Regions from separate parts of the Mus musculus genome. Here regions 2 and 3 are each linked to region 1. The links are chromatin contacts, called in public HiChIP or PLAC-seq and promoter capture Hi-C maps. All regions are on one chromosome and are shown on one strand. The core of a region is the stretch at or near the end of the contact, and the rest is flanking DNA. Distances in the headings are between cores, read along the strand shown. Region 1 holds the start of Rbbp5 (retinoblastoma binding protein 5, histone lysine methyltransferase complex subunit). Region 2 holds the start of Nucks1 (nuclear casein kinase and cyclin-dependent kinase substrate 1). Region 3 holds the start of Ppp1r15b (protein phosphatase 1, regulatory subunit 15B).

Region 1 (2,700 bases), core at 197-2,696:
GCTGTTGGTGTATCTGCCCTATCTTCCTTAAAAAGTAAACTGTCCAACCTGGCATCCATGAGTCTCCACAAAATAAACATCATCAACTTAAACTCTTGGTTATCCTCTTTATTACAATATCCACATTTTGGCATAGCAGAAAAATTATCTCACTGAGGGGCAGCAGAGATGGTTCAGTGGTTAAGAGCACTGGCTGCTCTTCCAAAGGTCCCAGGTATGATTCCCAGCACCCATATTGTAGCTCAAAACCATTTGTAACTCCAGTTTCAGGGAATCTGACTCTCCTGGCTCCTGTGGGCACCAGGCACATACATCACTGGTGCACAGTCATACATACAGACAAAGCACCCACACACATAAAATAACAAATTAAAAATTTTCTCATTGGTGTCTTTTATTTTAGATACACCTTTCACATACTTTCATACTTCGTCAGTATTATATCCACAAGCATGCACCCATGCTCCAATAAAGCCGCTATAAAGACAAAGAACACTTTAAAAATTATCTTTGTAAGTGGGCTGGAGAGATGGCTCAGCGGCTAAGAGTACTGACTGGCTGGGCGGTGGTGGCGCACGCCTTTAATCCCAGCACTTGGGAGGCAGAGGCAGGTGGATTTCTGAGTTCGAGGCCAGCCTTGTCTACAAAATGAGTTCCAGGGAAGCCAGGGCTATACAGAGAAACCCTGTCTCGAGAATAAAACAACTGCTTGTGTAGTTCACATTTCCGGGGATCTACACCTCCCTACGGTTAAGGACCTTAAACGGGCAGTCAAGATGACTGGATTCCAAATGCCAACTACGCCACTTAGTGCCGAATTACAACACCCTTACCTATTCCCTTAACCTTTTTTTTATTTTTTATTTTTAAAATAAAATCTGGTTAAGTAACACCTTTCCAGCAAGAGTAATCCCATCTAGGCACCGGATCCCCTGACAGGTCTTCAAAATTGACCCACCCTAGGTCACTCTTCCTCTGACTGCATCTCCAAAACTCTGGTCCTGTCTGATTTGTTACTTCAGCACCTGCGATCTTCGAAATCACAGCTCGGACAAAAAGTGCCTCAATGACTCCACAACTGATCTGAAAGCGGTTTCAGAAAAGTAATGCATTCTCTTCGGACAGAAGCTGGTCTTACTCCTGCTGCTGCAACTCCACCTCACGAGCACTCAATGAACCATCTCCGAAGAGTGTCCCTAAGGTTGCAGCCTGCGGTCCCTCCCGCCCAGGTTCCCTCCTTCCCAATACCGAAGGGTTTGCTAAGTCGCAGGCAAGCCCTCCTCACCCAGCAACTCGAGGTTCATCCCTGCAGACGCTGGCCGCCTGGTCTCCGCACCGGCAACAGTTCCTTCTCCCCCACCCGCTCAGAAGCCCCGCGTCTAAGTGGGGGGCGCCGCGAAGAGCCTGGCGCAAGCTCCGGAGACTTTCGGACTTAGAAGGCCCCGCGGCTTCCGCTTTCCTCCCCCGCCTTCCTTGTTCGTTTTACGTAGCTGTCCACATTTCTCCCTAATTAAAAAAAATATTAAACGCTCTTGTAATCAAACAACTATAATATTATCGAGGGAGAAAAAAATGTCATAGTCAGTCGGAACTCCAAAAAGTACAAGAATGTAAAGCTTTTCTCTCCGGGACCACGTAAGTGAGCAAGAAATTTCAGGCATATCACTAACCCACTAATACTCACAATGCCGTGTGTTCCTTGGGTTGTCCCGGCGGCTGCCTGAGACTCCGCAAGAAAGGTTCCGGGCGATTCTTTCTACCGCAGGAAAGCGGGAAAGGTCGGCCCCTAGTGCAAGAGTGTTGGAGCTCTTTGGCGTGGTCAGAGCGCGTGCTGGCTTGGCTCACCTTACTATGAGTACTATAATTACTATGTGTCTGACTTAGTTTCGTGAAGATTATTTCACGTCTCTAAAACTATGCTATGCATCACATAAAACGGCACGATAGTATTTGTTAGGCCCTTTCCTGCGGTATTACTGTGTACACAACATCGATTAGGGCACAGGAACATTGTCAAGAGAGATGGACTGAGTGTCCCACAGTTCTGTCAGACTTGATGTACACAGAGCAATCAGAGAAGACCAGCTAATGGTAAATAATGGGCGTGGGGTGGGAAGTGTTTATCCAATGTGGTGGGCAAGTCACCCCTGTGTAGCTATAATGACAGTAATCTAGAGGTCCTCCTAACTGACTTCACCGTTATGGGTATTTAACCCTTTCCTTGTGCGTAAAATGACAGTGATAATAATACTACTTAGAGAATTACGAGGATTAAATGAGTTAAGCATATAAAGTGCATAAAAAAATCAGGTGACAGCAAGTATAAGCCATTATTTACCAGTTACTATCTCCTAAATATGTCTTTCATGTAGCCATTTAACCCAAAAACAGTAATTGAGGCTCAGAGATATTGGACAATTTTCACTCCCTTTCGTGTCCAATATTTCCGAAATGCTATCCAAATACTATAGAACCAGAAATAATTTGTAGAAATATTTCTGCACTTCTCACAGTGATTTATTATCAGGTCTCTTTGGCTGTACCCACTGGCTTAGTGAAACAGAAAAAAAAATACATTGTTTCACTTATGAAGTAATAATGATGAACTTTTCACGTGTATATGGGTTTATTTTCTGTAGGCAGACTGTTGGTGTCCCTGGCCATGTTTTTTTCTAATGGAACATGCATTTTGTAAAATTT
Region 2 (2,700 bases), core at 135-2,634, 570 kb after region 1:
TATCTTGTCAAGGAGACATAGTGGGGCACAAAACCGTTGCCAGATCCAAACCTCTCCTTGGTATTGGGATACTTTCGATACCAAAACTTGAAATGAATTCATAACTGTAAAAATAGTTAAGAACTAAAGGCAATGGGGCCAGGTAAAGCTCCTTTACAAGTAACATCTATTGACTTTGGTCTCGGTCTCTGTCCCTCTGTCTCTCAGGCCTTAATAGATTGGACTAAACCACACCCTCCACCCAAGCCACATTCTATACAACAGCTCTGGAGGGCATTAAAGGGGAGCCCACCGAGTGAGGGGAAACCGAAAACTTCTTGAAGCCATGTGAATAAAAGTCTGATCGCTAGTGGATCGTAGTCCATTTACGATTAACGTCACACGGGGAAAGAGAGGGTTACAGAAGTAGCAAGAGACGCGTACTGCGGGGTGAGGGGGAACGAGAACCACACGGGATTTGGGTTAACAAGCACGTCCCTGGAGGAAGGGCATTTGTCTGCAAGCGGTGGAAAGAGAAAACTTGGGGTTAATGCGTTCAGAACTCCCAAGTGGGGAGAGGCTGTGGCCCTTATTTTACGGGGCTCAGTGTCAAAACTCACTTTTGCCCCAAGGGGAAAGGAAAACGTGGGTTCCGCCCAGGCCGGGCTAGGAGGCGGGGCCTGCCGCGACCCCGAGAATGGAGGCGGGGCCGGGCGGCGGGGCACAAGCAACTCGCTCGCCAAAACGCTAAGCCGGCGAGCCTCTGGAGGACCGAGTCCTCCGTGTTCGCACCCGGGTCGGCCGTAGGCTCCAACAGGGCCCAGGGGTGCGGCCTATGGTGTGCCTGGTGCGCGCCAAGCCCACGCCAGGGCCATGGCGGAGGTGGGGGCGGCCGCGGAGCCGACCCGGACCCTGCGGGGTGGAGGCGACGCGCCCGTGCGCGCCGCCGCCATCCTGCGCGCCGCCGAGCACCCACGCGCAAGGGCGCGCGCGGCCCCCGACAGAAGGCCGCGCGTGGTAGTCAGGAGCACGACTCCAGGCCCGTTGCCCAGGTCCTTCGCCACTCACCCCAGCCCGTTCGGCCCGCCCCGGGCCTTGGACTCCGCACTGACCTGACAGGCCGAGACATGTTCGCTGTCGAGGCGCGACCAAGTCGAGGAGCCGAGGACCAGGACCCCCCTCCCCGCGCACTCGGCGCCCCACCCCCCCGCTCCGGCCGGCGGGGCCGCTGCTGCCGAGCCCCGGGCTGCTGGCTTCTCAAGAGTCGGCGGCTGCTGGTTTGAGGTCCCTGGATCTGACGAGCCCCCCGCTCCCCCGTCTCTTCAAAATGGATGAATCAAACCAGCCGAAAATGCGCCAAAGCCGCGGTGCAACCAAACCCCGTAGGGTTTGTGCGCTCCGCCCCAGCACGCCCGCTCATTGGTGACTCCTGTCAGATGCGCCCTAGTCATTAGTCCATTTGAATCATCACGCCTCCCAGCCCCGCCCCACTCCCGGATAGGCCCCGCCTCCTCCATGGGGTCCTGTTAGTCAAGATGCGCTGAGAGCGCACGGCCGCAAAACAAAAATGGTCGCCGATTGCCCGCCCCCTGTCTTCCACGCCAGAGCTGCAGATTCGGCTTGGGTTATATCTTGGACCCCCTGCCAAATAACCTGATTTATATAGAGTTCTCTGTGGACTAGGTGGTTCTGTAATGGATTTAATTTCTCCTGACTTGATTATTTTGCAAATCAGCTAATTGCAAGACTCATGGGATAGGCAGCAGATTCGTCACTTAAGAATTGGAGGGAAATTACTTAGGTTCAAAAATTTGACCTTAATCTTAGAAATCCTGTACTCTGACTTCAGCGTTAACCTCCCAGGGCTCAGTCACGCTGCTGAAGTAGAGAGTTGGGTTCACAAGGAATATCTTCTACCCAATCTGATCTTTGAGAGCTACTTAACACTCATTAAAACCTCAATTTCTGATATTAGCATTTCAAAGAGAAAGAGGTGATTAATGGTTAAGAGGGAGACTGGTGACAAAACGCTTGCTTCAAAATTCTAAGTCCACCACTTAGTACTTAACTAGGTTTCCTCTGTGCACCTCAGTTTTATGATGAGTAGAGTAGGATACAAGGCTACCTTATTACTAGAACTAAACAAGGTGCTATGTTGAAAGGCCTTTAGTCTGGGCTTAAGTGTTAGGTTCCGTTTTTAATAGAAGATAAAATTAGTTCGGGGGGGGGGGGCAGGGAGGCTGGAGAGATGGCTCAGTGGTTAAGAGCACTGACTGCTCTTCCAGAGGTCCCGGAGTTCAAATCCCAGCAACCACCTGGTGGCTTACAACCATTTGTAATGAGATCTGATGCCCTCTTCTGGTGTGTCTGAAGACAGCTACAGTGTACTCATATATAATAAATAAATAAATCTTAAAAAAAAAAAAGTAGTTCGAGTTGCCTCAAGACTGAATGCCTAAATCAGAAGTAGAGCACAGTATCTTTGTATTAATATCTAGGATTTACTTCCTGTTATAGTTTGGATTCCATGTTCCCTAGGGACCCATATGCCAAAGATTTAAGAGGCAGGACCTGGTAGAAGTTAGGACATTAGGAGTGAGCACTTTAACATGATGTGGGAACCTTGACTTGACCACCCTCTGTCTTTCTTGCTTGCAGCCTGTAAACACAATGTCATCTGTTTCACTTTGCTGAAATGCTTTTCACCATGATGCTCTTGCT
Region 3 (2,700 bases), core at 41-2,540, 650 kb before region 1:
CAGCGCTGCTCTGACAGCGCAGCCCTAACTGGGGAAGGTAGTCCAGGTAGGAAGGGTTCAGGAGATAGGAAACTACCTTGAAATTACCTAAGCTCTGAACGCTCAGAGGCCCAGAGGATGAAGAGTCAAGTTCTCGGTGGGAGACTAGACCAGCTTGAAGGCTACTGGGCAGCAACTCCACTCCCCACAGCTGCTGCTCCAGGAGGAAAGTGGGCGCTGCAGAGTCTAAAGCTCTTTCCTGGGCCTTGAGTTTTAACTCCAGGTCTGAGGACGAGCACTGCCACTGGAGTCCCTCCTCTAGCCAATCAAGAGAACTGACAACCAAGTCTTCCGAAGAGTCCAGCCGCAGTGAACTCAGAGACTTCTGCACCGTGGGAGCGGCAGATTCCTCCCGTCCTCTCAAAGCTCTCAGGGCGCTGTAACTTGCGGCAAAATCTAGCCATCTGGTAGGAATCAGGCCCCCGAAAAGCTGGCTCCAAAGCAGCAGCTTCTGGAATAGGCTAGGGAGCAGGGCAAGGAGCTGAGAAAGCAATTTGGTCCAGTACCTGGTCCGACGCTCGGGCAGAGCGGAGTTCCCGGGATTTTGTCGAGAGGAAGGCGGCGGGAACTCCGAAGAGCAGGCGTGCGATCGCCGAAGGAAGGGCAGCCGGAACCAGGAGCCCAGCCGAGGGCCAGGCCGCTTCCGGGCCCTGTGCGTTCCTGTCTCCATCTCCTTTCCTTGGCGGCTTCTCAGACAGGAGGAGGACAGAGCTCAGCGGCGTCAGCGCAGGCTGGATCCGAGGTCTACACAGTCTCCGCCTTGCCCAGCCACGGAGTGGGTACTGCAGTCCGATTCCCGCGCCGGCAGAGGAGGCCCAGAGAGCGGCGGCTTCCGCAACGAGTGCTGCACCGGACGGCCCAGAGGCCCGCGCAAGCGGTGGCGACCGCGGTTAGGTCCATCCCGGCTAGGGAAGGAGACGTCCTAGGCCGTGTGAGATCGCTCCACCATAGAGAAGACCCTCCCTCGCGCGGCGGCGACGGAGACGACGGCGGCGTTTCCGGTGGCCCGCACGGAGGCGCGAAACGCCAAGGCGGAAAGGGTGGCTGGGTGGCAGGCGAGGGCGCAAAGAAGCGAAGCTCAAAATGGCCGCAGCCGCACACCCGGAAGCTGCAGGGCGAGACGGAGGACCGAGGGCGTCTACTCCCTACCGCCCAGCGGCGCCTCACGTCATTCGCCGAACCCCCACCCTTGCCTCCCGAGAGGCGGACTTGCCTCACCCTCGTGCGTGGCCTCTGATTGGCCGCGTCTGTGGTCCCTGTCGGCTTCCTTACTCGGGGTAGAGCGGGGCTCGCACGCGGCGAGTTGCATCAGCCGGACCTAGGATGTACGCTTGCGCAGTCAGTTCATTCTGGTCTCCTAGGAGACTCCGCGCCCCACCCTCTAGGTCAAAGGGAATGGCTGGGGAGGTGAGTGGGTTTCAAGAGAACCCGAGAATTCTCCCGAGCCCTTTTTTATGGATCCGATTGCTAGGCAAATTATCCGCTTATCTGACACGTGTATCGGTCTTCTCCTATTAAGGGCGTAGGAAGACTGGAGTGAAACGATGTAGGCAGTGCTGTATAACCAACTCGCCTGGTGCTAAGACACACATCATCCCTAGTGAATCATAGTGAAACTGAATCACTCACACATTCCTGTCCCCTCTGCTTTAGGATTTCTAAGTCTCTAGCATTGCCTGTGATCTAATTTGGACATCTTTCAGGGTCCATTTGACAAAATACCCCTCAGAAAGAAAAACGCGGTGTTACTAGCAAGCTGAAGTCACAGGTGGGAAGATAACTGTTAACTAACTCAGAAACAGCGCGTTCAATTCACTTATTTCCTCAGTAACAAGAGCCACAGAGTAGAGCATCCGGCGAAGGATAACACATTGGTGACTTTTGTCCTCTGAAAAATATTGGCTGATTAATTTTAATTACTGTAATAAGGGGAGGATTTTGTTTGTTTGAAACAGATTTTACTATGAAGCTCAGGCTGGCCTCAAACTAACCACAATCTTTCTGCCTCGGCCTTCCAACCAAGTACTGGCTGATTTATCTCTTACTAGTTTGGTTTCTTTCTTCCTTTTTTATTTTTATTTTTTTCTTTTCTTACTTATCTATTTATTTGTTTATTTGAGGCCGGGTCTCTCTACAGAGCCCTGACTGTTTGGAACTGGCGATGTAGACCAGGCTGGCCTTGAACTTATTAGTTCTGTCTCTTCCTCTCCAGCAAAGAGATTAAAGGCATGCACCACCATGCCTGGTCTTTAGTTCACTTTCTTATTCTCATTTTAATCCACAATGCAAAGACCAAGTGGCTATCACAGAGCGTAGTGGTTACACTAAGGAGGAGAATCTTGCTGCCCTGGGGGAGGGTCAGCTGATCCTCATGACTTGTTGAGCAAGGAACAAGCTCTTTCTTCCCTGAAACCAAGAGTTTTTACTGTTTACGCCCCCACAACATCTTATTACTTGTGTCTGGCAGTAACTGGTTTCTTAATCCTAAAAGCTTTAGGAAAACGTAATTAGCAATGAGTCGTTTTTTTCATAGTAGCAGGAGGTCCGAGTATGCAAATAAGTTACTTCGGGCTTCAGTTCCTTTTGGGGTGAAGCCGAGAGGATCATCTAACCGCTGGGTGAGGGGCTGTATCCCCAGGCAGAGAGGGTAGGAACACAAAC

The links. Promoter capture Hi-C pulls out the DNA fragments that hold promoters and counts their contacts. HiChIP or PLAC-seq counts read pairs in DNA pulled down with a chosen protein or histone mark.
Region 2: a promoter capture Hi-C map of erythroid cells shows a contact between it and region 1, with 6 times the contacts expected there. The contact joins the promoter of Nucks1 here to the promoter of Rbbp5 in region 1. A contact is called at or near these places in 1 of 39 promoter capture datasets (erythroid cells), 3 of 484 Hi-C or Micro-C datasets (CD4 T cells, the G1E-ER4 cell line and embryonic stem cells) and 3 of 115 datasets of contacts at active chromatin or transcription factors (the 230-238 cell line, memory CD8 T cells and neural progenitor cells).
Region 3: an H3K4me3 HiChIP or PLAC-seq map of the SCID.adh cell line shows a contact between it and region 1, with 13 read pairs. The contact joins the promoter of Ppp1r15b here to the promoter of Rbbp5 in region 1. A contact is called at or near these places in 1 of 39 promoter capture datasets (pre-B cells), 4 of 115 datasets of contacts at active chromatin or transcription factors (the SCID.adh cell line, bone marrow-derived macrophages, memory CD8 T cells and 1 more) and 1 of 9 other capture datasets (adipose tissue).

The regions. Positions count from the first base shown.
Region 1 is chr1:132,476,113-132,478,812 of GRCm38.p6, reverse strand. It overlaps Rbbp5 (retinoblastoma binding protein 5, histone lysine methyltransferase complex subunit), which reads right to left and starts at 1,446. Exons shown (of 14, transcript NM_172517.2): 1 at 1,286-1,446. The coding sequence starts at 1,304. It overlaps 6030442K20Rik (RIKEN cDNA 6030442K20 gene), which reads left to right and starts at 1,749. Exons shown (of 2, transcript NR_165177.1): 1 at 1,749-2,091.
Region 2 is chr1:131,909,142-131,911,841 of GRCm38.p6, reverse strand. It overlaps Nucks1 (nuclear casein kinase and cyclin-dependent kinase substrate 1), which reads right to left and starts at 1,384. Exons shown (of 7, transcript NM_175294.3): 1 at 1,092-1,384. The coding sequence starts at 1,108.
Region 3 is chr1:133,129,756-133,132,455 of GRCm38.p6, reverse strand. Ppp1r15b (protein phosphatase 1, regulatory subunit 15B) reads right to left here and starts at 1,290. Exons shown (of 2, transcript NM_133819.3): 1 at 1-1,290. The coding sequence starts at 709.